2 separate regions of the Mus musculus genome follow, and region 1 is linked to region 2. The links are chromatin contacts, called in public Hi-C maps. All regions are on one chromosome and are shown on one strand. Each heading gives the region's core, a stretch centred on a gene start, on an enhancer-like site or on the middle of the called end of the contact. The rest is flanking DNA. Distances are from core to core; before and after follow the strand shown. Region 1 overlaps Garnl3 (GTPase activating RANGAP domain-like 3). Region 2 holds the start of Slc2a8 (solute carrier family 2, (facilitated glucose transporter), member 8).

Region 1 (6,128 bases), core at 1,822-4,321, 110 kb after region 2:
ACCTCAGCAGCAGGTGAGACTCAACAACTCCTAACACGAAGAAAGCAGAGATAGGGGTCCTGAGCCTCTCCCTGGGCCATCTTCAGGATCACTCAAGGGGTTCTAGACATGGGGCCAGCTCCTTATCTTTGTAAACAGCAAACATGGCAAAGATGACAGCTCTCAGTCCCATTCTATGTCACCCTAGACTATCTACCTTCCCTAGATGTCTCTTAGAGGGGCAACAGCGTCCCATGAAAACAACCAAGGAAGCCACAGCTATAGAACGCCTGCTCTCTGCTACCCTTCCCTCCCTCTAATCACGTTCCACCTGCATGAGCTTGCTCATGGTAAGAACCAGGCCTAGGCACAGATCATGCACTGTAAGAGGCATCAAAGTATCTATGTCAAAAATCCCTCCCTCCCCCGGTGTCCATACAAGGGTTCCCAGTAGCAGTGGTCATCCAAAGCTCTACAAAGAACCTGCATTGTTCCACCTACTGCCTGGCCCAAGGTGGATATGCAATAAGCATGCATTCATGATGTATATACACATCAGACAGATCTTCCTACCTAGTGCCTGACAGCATTCCCTATATGTACTAGGACAGGTTGCCTGGTGCCTTTCTTGCTGATTGGTCTTTTCAGTCTCTCCATTTAAGAAGGCCTGGCCTACAAGGTAGACATTGCTGTGTGTACTAGATTCACAAACCTACTTCCTTTTCTGGACTCACTGTTGGACTACATTTGCTTTTTCTTGTGATGAGACCATGTGATCTAGCTCTGGTCAAGACAGGAAAGGACAGAAGTGGCATACACTGCTTGAAGACCCATGCCCTGGAAGAAGCAGTGTGCAGTAGCCTCCCTGGAATAGTGGGACAGGAGACTCTTAAGGCCTGCAGTAGGGAAGAACTTCAAGATAAAGAATCTAGGATTCCATGTGCCTGTATGGATGGCATCAGAAGTGGAATGAAAGGCACATTTACCAAAGTGTCTTATGTTGGGTGCTATAACCACAATCATGCACTATGTGGCCCAGATTAAGGGGACAGACAGAAATAAGAATCTAATCTTGGGGGCTAGAAAGGCAGTGATCTGCCTTACACACAGCAAAATATTTGGCAAAAGTGAGATCTACAGTAATCTAGAAGGTAGACCAGGAGGCACCACCCATAGGAAGCCTGGGCTGTATAAGCCAGCTAGCTGAGGGTCAGCCATGAGCAAGTTAGCAAGCTAGCAAGCGGCACTCCTCTATTTCTGCTTCAAGTTCCTGATCTGTTTGAGTTCCTGTATTGACTTCCCTCAACCATAGACCATCACCTGGAATTGTAAGCTGAAATAAGCCCTTTCCTCCCTTAATTTGCTTGTGGTTTTAGTGGTTTTTTTTCCCCCCTTAGCTACAGAAAGGCAAGCTAGAACAATGGATTTAAGTAAAGATAGAAGTACAGTGCTCTACCACTGAGCTATATCCCTAGCATGCAATATAACTCTATTTTGGAATAGAAAGCAGCACTTTTCTAAGTTACGGAGGCTGGTTTTGAACTTGGATCCTCCTCCCTCAGCTTCCAAAATATCTGGATAACAGGCCTATACCATTAGGCTCACCATAATAAGTAACGTTTCATGCTGAATGCCTTGGAGAGGAGAGGCTTTCTTACATAGCTGCTTTGAATGCCCCACTACAACCTAAGCAATAGGATTCATACCCAGTTCCTACCATGAGTAAGCTCTGTAGTCAGCAAGAGGTGTAATGTAACTTCTGTAGAGGGGACGCAGAAGAAGCCCAGACCAGGATGACTCTACATCAGGACAGCAATCCACTGTCTGCTTTGAAAGCAGTTTTCTTGGAACACAGCCACACCTACAGATTATGGACTGTCCATCTGCTTTGGCATTTCAACAGTGGACTTGAGTAGTTCCAACAGAAACCCTGATGGCTTATAAAGCTCAAGTTCTTTACTAAATGGCTCTCAAAAGAAAACAAACAAAAACCACACTGCCATCCCCTGTAGTGGTCTCATGAATCCCTACAGTTGGTTTCAGGGCCTTAATTCCCATAAAACACTCACTCTGATTCCCCTGGAGAGCTCTGTAACAATGCAGATTTCCTGGTCCTAGTCCCAGAGACCAGGTCTCTGAACACAGAGAATCGTGTTCAGCCCATCTGCCAGCCAAGCAAGCAGCCTGGAGGTTCCACTGCAGGTGGTCACAGGTGATACTTTGAAAAATTAATCTCTCGGTGCTTCTGGAATCCCTGGAAAACCTGGCAACCATGCTATAGTATATCCACAAGGAAGCACCAAGCCACCCGGGGAAGTGGTGACGCACACCTTTAATCCCAGCACTTGGGAGGCAGAGGCAGGCAGATTTCTGAGTTTGAGGCCAGCCTGGTCTACAGAGTGAGTTCCAGGACAGCCAGGGCTACACAGAGAAACCCTGTCTCAAAAAAAAAAAAAAAAAAAAAAAAAAGAAGTACCAGGCCTAGGCTCCTGTCGATGGGAGGAAGTGGGTGTTTTCCCTCCAAGCACTGCTGCAGCCACAGCCCTGGGCTCCTAGCCTCTCTGGACATCAGTTCCCTCATCTTTGAATTGTGGGTAAAGATATTCCATTTAAGAGAATTACAAAGAATCCATAAGGAAAAGCAGCCAATATGCTAAGTTACACTATGAAAGCTCATCTGAGTGTTTGCTATTATTATTGCCTCAATTATTAATCTCAGTTTCTCTCAGGTTTTTAGAGAGAGCCAAGAAGAGGAATTTGCCATAAATAATTAACCTTTAAAAAGACTTTTAAATAAACTCCTTCTTCCCTCATGTATCAGCAAGAGAGAGCCTGGTCCAAGCAGTGGGCTTCCTGGGACCAGACTGAGGGCACGTACCAATGCTGGCACCCATCTTCTCCTTAAGAGTGTTGGCCTAGCAGGGTACTTCAGTTAGAAACTACTCCAGACCTACTGCTGCCATGACAGGAGAAAAGACAAGTGAGGCTGGTGCAGTGGGCCACCAGAGCGAGGCAGGTGCAGACAGGAAGCAGGAAACTTCCAACTCCCTATGTACCGTGCTGTCCAGGCTCTAAATAGAAAGCCTTCTGTTTCTGAAAAGTGGTGTGGAAGGATGCTGGCTCTCACTTTGGAAGCTCGAACAGTGTGGAGGACCTCCATGCTAAGTCTCTACATATGGCCTGGGATGGAATCAAAGCCTTCCGCTCTACACACAGGCTAGAGCAGCTGCTATTATGTAAGTCTGATTCCTGGAAAGCAGGAGCAGGTCCTCTGCCGAGTCAAGAGCTGCTAAGACTGAGTAAGAAGACAAGGGGAGACAGGTGGTTCCCACCCCGCTGGCCCTGAGATCGGTGCCACCCCTCTCAACTGGCCAGACCCATGCGGCCAGGCTCCCATTGGGTCTCAGACCCAGTTAATGTTTAAAACCAACAGCATCAATAAATGCTCTCTCTGGTCAGTGAAGAGACTTTGTGAGAAACACCATGCAGTTTTCTTAAGTTCTCCAGTAGGAGAGTTCAATGTGAGTGCCAACACAGGCCTTAGCCCCCTGACAAGCACACAGCAGGACACAGATGGAAAGGATCCCCCACTGAAGGCCAAATCAACTTTTTAATGGTGCCAGACTACAGACTGAGGCTTGGAAGGAATCCAGGGTTTCCTAACAACAGGTACCAAAATAGCATGGTATACAAGAGACCAGTTGTCTTGCTTTCTAAAATATATCAAGAGACAGAAAAGCAGAGATGTGATTGTACATTAATTCTAATGATGACATATAAGACTTCTAGTGAAGGCATGGAGGAAATCAGGAAGTAGGAACCAAGGAGGGAGGTTTCTGGAGTGAATGCATCCCCCAAATCAGGGCCCTTTGATTATTTAATTTTTATCTTTAACGTGCTTGGGTGTTTTTACACATACATGTATGTGTATCACATGTGTGCATTCCCTAAGAGGTTAGAAGACGGCATGGGGTCCTCTGGACTCAAGTTATAGATAATCGTGAGTTGCCAGGTGGGTGCTGGGAATTGAACTCTGGTCCTCTAGAAGAGCAGACTATGCTCTTAACTGCTGAGCCATCTCCCCAGTCTGCTAGTCCTCTTTTTTTTTTTCTTTAAACACTTTGAAATACATTCTTCACATAATATTTATGTATCCACTAAGTTTTGAGGAAGGCCATATACCCAGAGCCTACATGGTTCCTTAGCATAAAGAGTCCTGTGATAAATCACTGCACAGTTCTCTTCACTAACAATCTCTACCAGTCTAAAACTGCTTCTCTGGAATGAAAAGCGATGACCACCACAAATAATGCAGAAGGTGTGAAGAAGCTTCCACACTTGCTCATTGCAGAGAGGCCATTTCTGATTAAACTACACAGTTACCATACGATCCTGCAATTACACCATGGGGCATTTATTCCAGAAGAACGAAAATATTACACCCACAAAAACCTGTCTGAAACACATTCAGTTTATGCTTATTAATAATAGCCTCAAACTAGAAACAATCCAGATGTTTTCCTAGGGGCAAAGAATAAAACAAACGGCAACATATCCAACCTTGGAATACTACTTACCAAGTAACTGACTAAAACCACTATGCACAACAATGTGGATGACTCTTTAGGGGAGCTGTGGTGAGTGGATTTAGCCACTCCCAAAGGTTTCACTCAATACAATTCTACTTATATAACATTTTTCTTTGTTTGTTACAGTGCCTCATATATCTTGAACTCACTATGTAGCTAAGGAAAACACTGAACTCTTGATTCTCCTGTCTCCACTACAGAGTTCTGGTTTTATAGGTATATAACCCCACTCCTGGTTTACTTAGCATCCTTGAAATGGCAGGGTTCTGGTTATGACAGCCCCACCCTAGGGATGGAACTATCCTGCTTCTTCTCTGTGGTGCTGGACACAGTCATTTGCCCATGAGATCAAACTGCATGTGGAACTGGGGCGACTTAAGACCAGTGGATCCCATCTCTGTTTCCTGCCTGAGATGCTATATGATGCTGTATTCCGTAGTCATGCAAGATGTCTCCAACAGCATTCTCTGTGTTAGTTCTCACAACTGAGTACAAATTTGATTATACGACAAAACAGTTTAAACTATTGGGTACAGTGGGACCTGCCCATAGCTCTAGCTTCCTGGTAGGCTGGGCAAGCAGAATGCTGGAATTCAATAATTCAAGACCAGGAGTCTGTCTCTCTGTGTATGTCTCTCTTTGTGTCTCTGTGTGTGTGTCTCTGTGTGTCTCTCTGTCTCTGTCTCTCTCATACACACACAAATAAAAATGAAGGAAAACTGTATCTAAGTCAGTGGTGGTGCACACTATTAACCCCAGCACTTGGGAGACAGAGGAGCTCTGTGAGTCTGAGGGCAGCCTGGTCTACATAGCAAGGTCTAGGCCAGACAAGGTTACACAGTAAGACCCTGTCTCAAAAAAAGATCATCATCACCAACAAAACAACAAAAGAAACAAACCAAAGCCCTGCATCTGATACTGGAGGGCACATGCTGAGTGGGTAAAGTGCTTGCTGCACAACAGAACTTACGTTCACCCACATGAAAACCTAGCACAGAGGCACACATCTGTAACCCAGCACTGCAAGGATAGAGACAGGTGGATTCCCAGAGCTCACTGGCCAGCCAGGTTTAGTGAGAGACCCTGCCTTAAAAAAAAAAAAAGACAACCACCACCATCAGAGGAAGACATCTTATATTGGGCATCCACACCCACGTGCACATACATACCACACACACACACACACACACACACACACACACTCACACACACACATGCTCAAAGTCTACAGCCCATAGGACTTCCAAAGATGCTTTCCAAGTGCCTGCCACTAGCAGACCCAACTTTTCAATGACAATGTTGGCTTACAAGAGGTCGAGACCGGAGGGAGGTCTTTTGGCTCAGAGTATAATATTTTTGGAAGAAACATTCATTGTTCCACTCTGGCATCTACAAACTCTATGACCAAGTGTTAATATAAAAACTATAATCAGCCAAACAACTATGTTGCTAACCACCTCCTTTAACTGCCTGAATCTTTGAGGAAATACCTCTGTCTTGGTTAGTTTTTACTGTCAATTTGACACAATTCAGAGTCACCTGGGAAGGGGAAACCTCAAC
Region 2 (5,748 bases), core at 1,444-3,943:
GGCAGGACACAGGTAAATCAGTATTCTAGGAAGGAGAAGCTAAGGGATTTCTAAAGAGCGAGCAGTTTAGTTGTAGGCTTATAACTCGACATTTTGTACATAGTTGAGAAAATAAAATCACCTCATTGAGCTCACAGGTCTCAGTTAACACCTCCCATGTCTTTATTGGTATAAATGTTTGTTAAGTTTAAAAGAATAAATATTACAAGGAGGTAATTTCTAAAGCCTCCCCAGGCCACCAGCTCTGCCCCTCATCTTTGGGGAGCAGCCTCCTTTATGTGACATTCTCCTGAGAACTCAGTGCCAGCATGCAGAAACTCCAGCTCCCCAAGTGACTGAGCTAAAGTGTTTCCCTATATCCCACCCTTCCTTGCACTGGAACCCCCTGACTCCCTCCACAGCGCGGTGGGATTCTGGGACAGAGAAACCACCTGCTCTAGTTCTTCCTGGCACCGGGTTACCAGGCCCCTCCCCCCAGCCCTCCAAGCTGTGTGACCGAGAACCTGGCACCCTGACCAGCAGCACCAGGCAAACTCTTGTCCTCTGTGAACCTCAGTTTCCAGAGTGACCGCATAGCCTCTAACAGGGATCAAAGAAAGCACACAAATCTACCTGCCACATAGGCCAGGAGGATGCCAGTGACAACCATCAGCTGCACACAGGAGCCGAGCAGTCCTCGGACAGCTGGGTAGGCGATTTCCGAGATGTAAACCTATTGGTGGTTAAGGTGAGATTTTACTTGGCTCTTTGAAAGGAAAGGTTTAACTGTACGCTATAGGCCAGCAGAGTGCCCCTCCCCATTTCCTGCAGATTTTTTTTTTTTGTTTGTTTGTTTGTTTTTTTTTTTTTTTTTGGTTTTTCGAGACAGGGTTTCTCTGTGTAGCCCTGGCTGTCCTGGAACTCACTCTGTAGACCAGGCTGGCCTGGAACTCAGAAATCCGCCTGCCTCTGCCTCCCAAGTGCTGGGATTAAAGGCGTGCGCCACCACCACCCGGTTTCCCGCAGAGTTTTAAAGAGGATTGTGGGTAATGGGTTGCCATTATGTGTGTGAGCACTGAGAGAGGAGTGCAGAGCTTTCCTACCCTGGTTTGCTTGCTTGCTTGCTTGCTTGATTGATTGATTGAGATAGAGTTTCATGAAGCCTAGGCTAGCTTCCCGAGCTGAGGAAAACCTTGAATTCCTGATCTTCATGTATTTAACCCTCAAGTGTTGGGATTACAGGCATGTGCCACCAGGCCCAGCCCAGCACACATTTAATATGCACAGATGTGAGTTAGAACGAAAGACTTCTCCCTTGCTGTCTGATGTGTCCTTGTTCAGCCCAGTCCTAACAGGGGTGCCATCACTTCTAATCTCAGGAGTCACTAGACATTATCCATACATACTTCTAGATTATCCTATACTTTATGCTCTAGTAAAAACAAACAAACACAAAACAAAAACAACCCACAGGTCCCCAGTCTCCCTTTCCTCTAGCTCCTTCACGCCTCCAACAGATGAAGAGGATAAGCAGGAGGCCATGGAAGTGAAGGAGGGATGGGTGGTCATCCAAGTGTGTAGCCACAGGTTGCTGGTGACCCTCAGTTGCTAGGGTCTAAATCTTTTCAGACACTATCCCGGGCCAGCAGTTTCCTGTGCAAAGGCCGAAACCACCTCGGGACTAGGCCTTACTTTACAGGGGGGCACTGAGGCTGGGAGAGAAGCCTGTGTCCAGGTAAGTGGTCCAGGTGTGTGGGCTGCAAGGTATATGTAGCCTTCACTGCAAGCAGTGAAGGGAGCCTGCAGCCTATCCTAGGGACAAACCAGAGTAGAACTGCCCAGTTAACAAGAAAATAGGGGCATTCCCGTTATCGCTGCCTAGCATACAGTGACACCACCATAGTAGAGTAAAAGATCAGTAAGGAACTGCCTCGCTGCTGACCGGCTGCCCCCTGCCTGGCAAAGGTCATCTAGGAGGCTCAAACCACTCACCGGTGCCACTAGTGAGGCGACTCCGCAGGCAAGGCCGGTGAGGAGGCGGCCTCCGAGCAGCATCCACACATCCCGGGCCGCGGTGATGACAGCAAAGCCAGTCACGAAGGGCACGGTGCAGAGCAAGAGGCTCAGCTTGCGCCCTGCACGGTCCAGGAGCCAGCCGCCCAGTATGCCCCCTGCAGCAGCGCCCAGGGTCACGACGGCCTGGGGACCCGGGACGGGCTGAAGAGGAGGCCACCAGGGGCCATGGCCCACGATCCTTCCACCCCACGCCCCCTAGTCTCAGAGGAAAGAGAATGAGGAGGATCCTGGGGTGCGGCAGAGAGTGGGGGACCCAGGACTCCCCAGAGGGCTCACCCCGAACCAGGAGGCCGCATTGTCTCCGAGGCGCAGGGCCGGGGGTGCGGTGCGCCGCAGGCTGGGGATGGCGGGGGAGCTGTAGCCGAGCGCGAAGCCGAAGCTGAGGGGTCCCAGAGCGGCGGCGAAGGAAGCGAGGAAGACCCGGCGGCCGCGGGGAGTCCTACGGGTACAAGGCGGGGCGTGAGCGGTGTCGCCGGGCGTGAGAGAGTGACCGCGGCCCCTGGGAGTCCTCACCTGGCTTCCGGTGGCCGCAATAGCGGCTGCGTCTCCTGGGGGTCCTCGGGAGACATGTCAGCAGGACCTGACCCGCGAACTGTCGCCGCTCGGGCGAGCGCGGCCTCCGCTGCAGGAGTGACCAATGGGATGCTAGAACCCGGCCCCCAACCAGAGCTGGCCAATGGAAGTACAGAGCCGGTTGCAAAGCTCAATGGAGCTGAACTACGCCAGCGACCCAAGTAAAGGTTTGCAGGGAGCTGTGTCCGGGACCCAGGCACGACTGTCCAATTGGAGTGTGGTGTGAGTCTGAAGGCGTGGCCCATCAGGTCTGAGCTTGCCAATGAGAATGGAAAGATTGTTTGGGTGTTTTGTTTTTGTTTTTCCCTCTAATCATCTATTGGGGGCTGGAGGGAGTGGGGGGGGGGGGGATGGACAGAGGTGACAGTGTGCCTGTGCACGTTCGAAGTAAACTTCCCTGAGTTTGTTTTCCTTCCACCAAGTGGATCCTCCGGATCGAACGGAGGTCGTCAAGCTTGAGGGCAAACACCTTACAAGCAGAGTCATCTCGCTGCCCCTATTTTGGTGGTTTCTTTTGCTTTTATTTAAACTTTATTTGTATGAGTGTTGTTTACATGTTCACGTGTGTGTGTGTGTGTGTGTGTGTGTGTCCCATGCATTCCTGGTGCTTGTAGAATTCAGAAAGCATCATCAGATCCTACGGAACTGGAGTTAGAGATTGTTGTGAGCCATGTGTGTGCATGCTTGAGCCCTCTGCTGGAACAAGTGTTCGTAAGCATTGAGCCATCCTTTATATTTTTACTTTTATTTTATTTTAATTTTTATATGGAATTGTCTCTAAATCTAGCCTCCACTAATGAGGGTAGTAGTGGGTCAGCGATGGATCACACTGGCTCCCGAAAGACTTCCCACCCTTACTACCCACAGTTCCCTGGAATAGGCTCCTCCCCAACTTTGACTTCTGCTTCAGAGAGCGTCAGGGTGAAAAGGCTCCAAGAAAACTCTCTTGGGCCACCTGTTCCTATCCTTGGACTTTCTGACATTGACCTGGTGCTTCTGGTAGCAGCTCACCTTCATCATGAGTGCTACAAATGTCTAGAATTCTGAGATGATGAGGACCCTGTCAGGCAAGGTCCCCCATTCCAGAAGTGGGACAGAGTGGAACTTAGTGATTCCCTTGTTCCCTGGTTACCCCACGATCATGGTAATTATCTCTATTGTCCTCCCGCCCCGAGTCTCCCTGTGATTGTGTGCCTCTACTGCTCTGCTTAATCGCTACCTTTGTGGCAGCTTCATCCGTACAGATGTAGAAAGAACCAGTGAGAGGCACCTAGTCCCTCTCTGTGCCTGGGTGTCTTCATCTCTAGAGGGCTGTGAGCAGGCTAAGCCTTAAAATGCCCATCCCGTCTGTACAGTGGTTTTACGTTACTGCAGCCACCCAATTGTAGCAACCAGCAGTTTGAAGTTTTGATCACAAGACTATTCTTTTTTTTTTTTTTAAAGATTTATTTATTTATTATATGTAAGTACACTGCAGCTGTCTTCAGACACTCCAGAAGAGGGAGTCAGATCTCCTTACGGATGGTTGTGAGCCACCATGTGGTTGCTGGGATTTAAATTCCGGACCTTTGGAAAAGCAGTCGGGTGCTCATACCCACTGAGCCATCTCACCAGCCCACAAGACTATTCTTAAAGGCGGGCGGGCAATACCGGCTTGTCCTTCTACGAAGTTTCCTGCTTGGGTGATAGATCTTATCACTGCTTTGAAATCACCTGCTCTTCTCTCTTTTTTTCCCAATAGGCATCAGGTTTCTGATGTCTGCAGAGTAAAGGTCATGGATGAATTGTATCCAGACTGGGTACTTTGTACCCGAGTGACTGGCTCAGCAGAGTGGCTTATGTAGAAGGGATGCTACAGTAAGCCCAGCTAGCACCAGACTTCTGAGTCATGGGCACCTAGGAACCATTGGCTAGTGGTATCCCTGCCCAATCTGGACCAGATATTGTCTCTAGGAAAGCCCCCCCCCCCCCCGTCCCTTTCTATGAGCAAAGCAATACTAGCTTGGTGAGTCAGATCTCTCTCTTGCTTCCTCTGTATCTCTCATACCTTTGTCTCTTATTTAGTCATAAGCGGCTTCATTACTGTCCTGGAAGAATAAATACAGGCTTGATTTTTTTTCCTGTTTCATCAAGATATAACAACAAAAAACGACAGGAAAAATACAGACACAAGCTCCTTAATTTGTATAACAGAAAAACCAGCAGCCAGCCATGTGGCACAAGCCTGCTTCCCAGTTAGCACTTGGAAGGTCCAGTGGAAGAATCAAAAGTTCAAGGCCAGCCCTGGCTCCAGGAAACTGAACTTCTTCTCCCTAATCCTAAAACAGATAAACAGCAGCCAAGCCCAGCTGATAGGAAATACTTAGCCTGCCTCTGAAAGACACACGGGGCAGAGAGAGGCACATGTTTCTGGGACTAAAAGAACATAAGGGTCAAACCATCTACTCTTTTGGAGTCTGTTTTCTTACCTTAAAAGCAGATGGTCTGGAAGATGTCTCAGTTGATGCAATGCTTGCTTTGCAAGCATGAGAACCTGGGTTTGACCCTCTAGTATTCTTGCAAAAGCAGGTGTGGCGGGGCATGTCTGTAATGCCATCCCTGGGGATCACTGGTCATCCAGCCTAGCATAACTGGTGAGCCCTGCCAGACCATGGTTTTTCTCAAAAACCAAAGTGCATGGTTCTTGAGGACCTCCAGCCTCTGTATGGATCCCCACAAGCCTCCAGCTGGACAAAAGCTAGAACAGACCTAATAAATCTGCTGATGGGGTTGCGACGCAGCGTGAAGTTGCCTCTAAAGCTAAAGAGAGTCCAGGCACCTTCAGTCCCATGTATCACACTCAATTGTTGTGCAGAAGGGGGAAGGGAAAGGAAGGGAGTACTCCCTATGGCCTGCAAGGAGGAAGGAGCTAAAGCTCTAACCCCTGACACACACTGTGACATCAGAACTCCTCGTACCTGCTTCCTGTGGGCTGACAATGTGGCCTTGTGGGCACGAAGGGGAATCAGGGTAGGTAGGGATTTTAAAAATCAGACTTTGTGGAGGACCTGGGTTGGGTTCCCAGTACCAGTTTGGGCAGCTCCCAAATGCCGGTAACTCCATCTCCAGGGGCTCTGTCCT

The links. Hi-C and Micro-C count contacts between places; a contact is called where the count stands out from the background.
Region 1: a contact with region 2 is called in a Hi-C map of the MNK3 cell line, with 3 times the contacts expected there. The contact joins the enhancer-like site here to the promoter of Slc2a8 in region 2. A contact is called at or near these places in 3 of 484 Hi-C or Micro-C datasets (the MNK3 cell line, nephron progenitors and ventricular fibroblasts), 8 of 115 datasets of contacts at active chromatin or transcription factors (the 230-238 cell line, embryonic stem cells and microglia) and 2 of 9 other capture datasets (liver and pancreatic islet).

Annotation. Positions count from the first base shown.
Region 1 is chr2:33,087,705-33,093,832 of GRCm38.p6, forward strand. All of the region lies in intron 2 of Garnl3 (GTPase activating RANGAP domain-like 3), which reads right to left. Among named protein-coding and RNA genes, the nearest start is that of Garnl3, 40 kb to the right of the region's middle. Within about 2 kb of position 3,072, at least 15 of the 459 cell types and tissues checked have an H3K27ac peak or open chromatin away from gene starts, as enhancers often do. A contact at or near this core is called in the MNK3 cell line and microglia, where this site is marked.
Region 2 is chr2:32,979,390-32,985,137 of GRCm38.p6, forward strand. Slc2a8 (solute carrier family 2, (facilitated glucose transporter), member 8) reads right to left here and starts at 2,694. Exons shown (of 10, transcript NM_019488.5): 1 at 2,569-2,694; 2 at 2,332-2,494; 3 at 1,972-2,178; 4 at 613-712. The coding sequence starts at 2,624.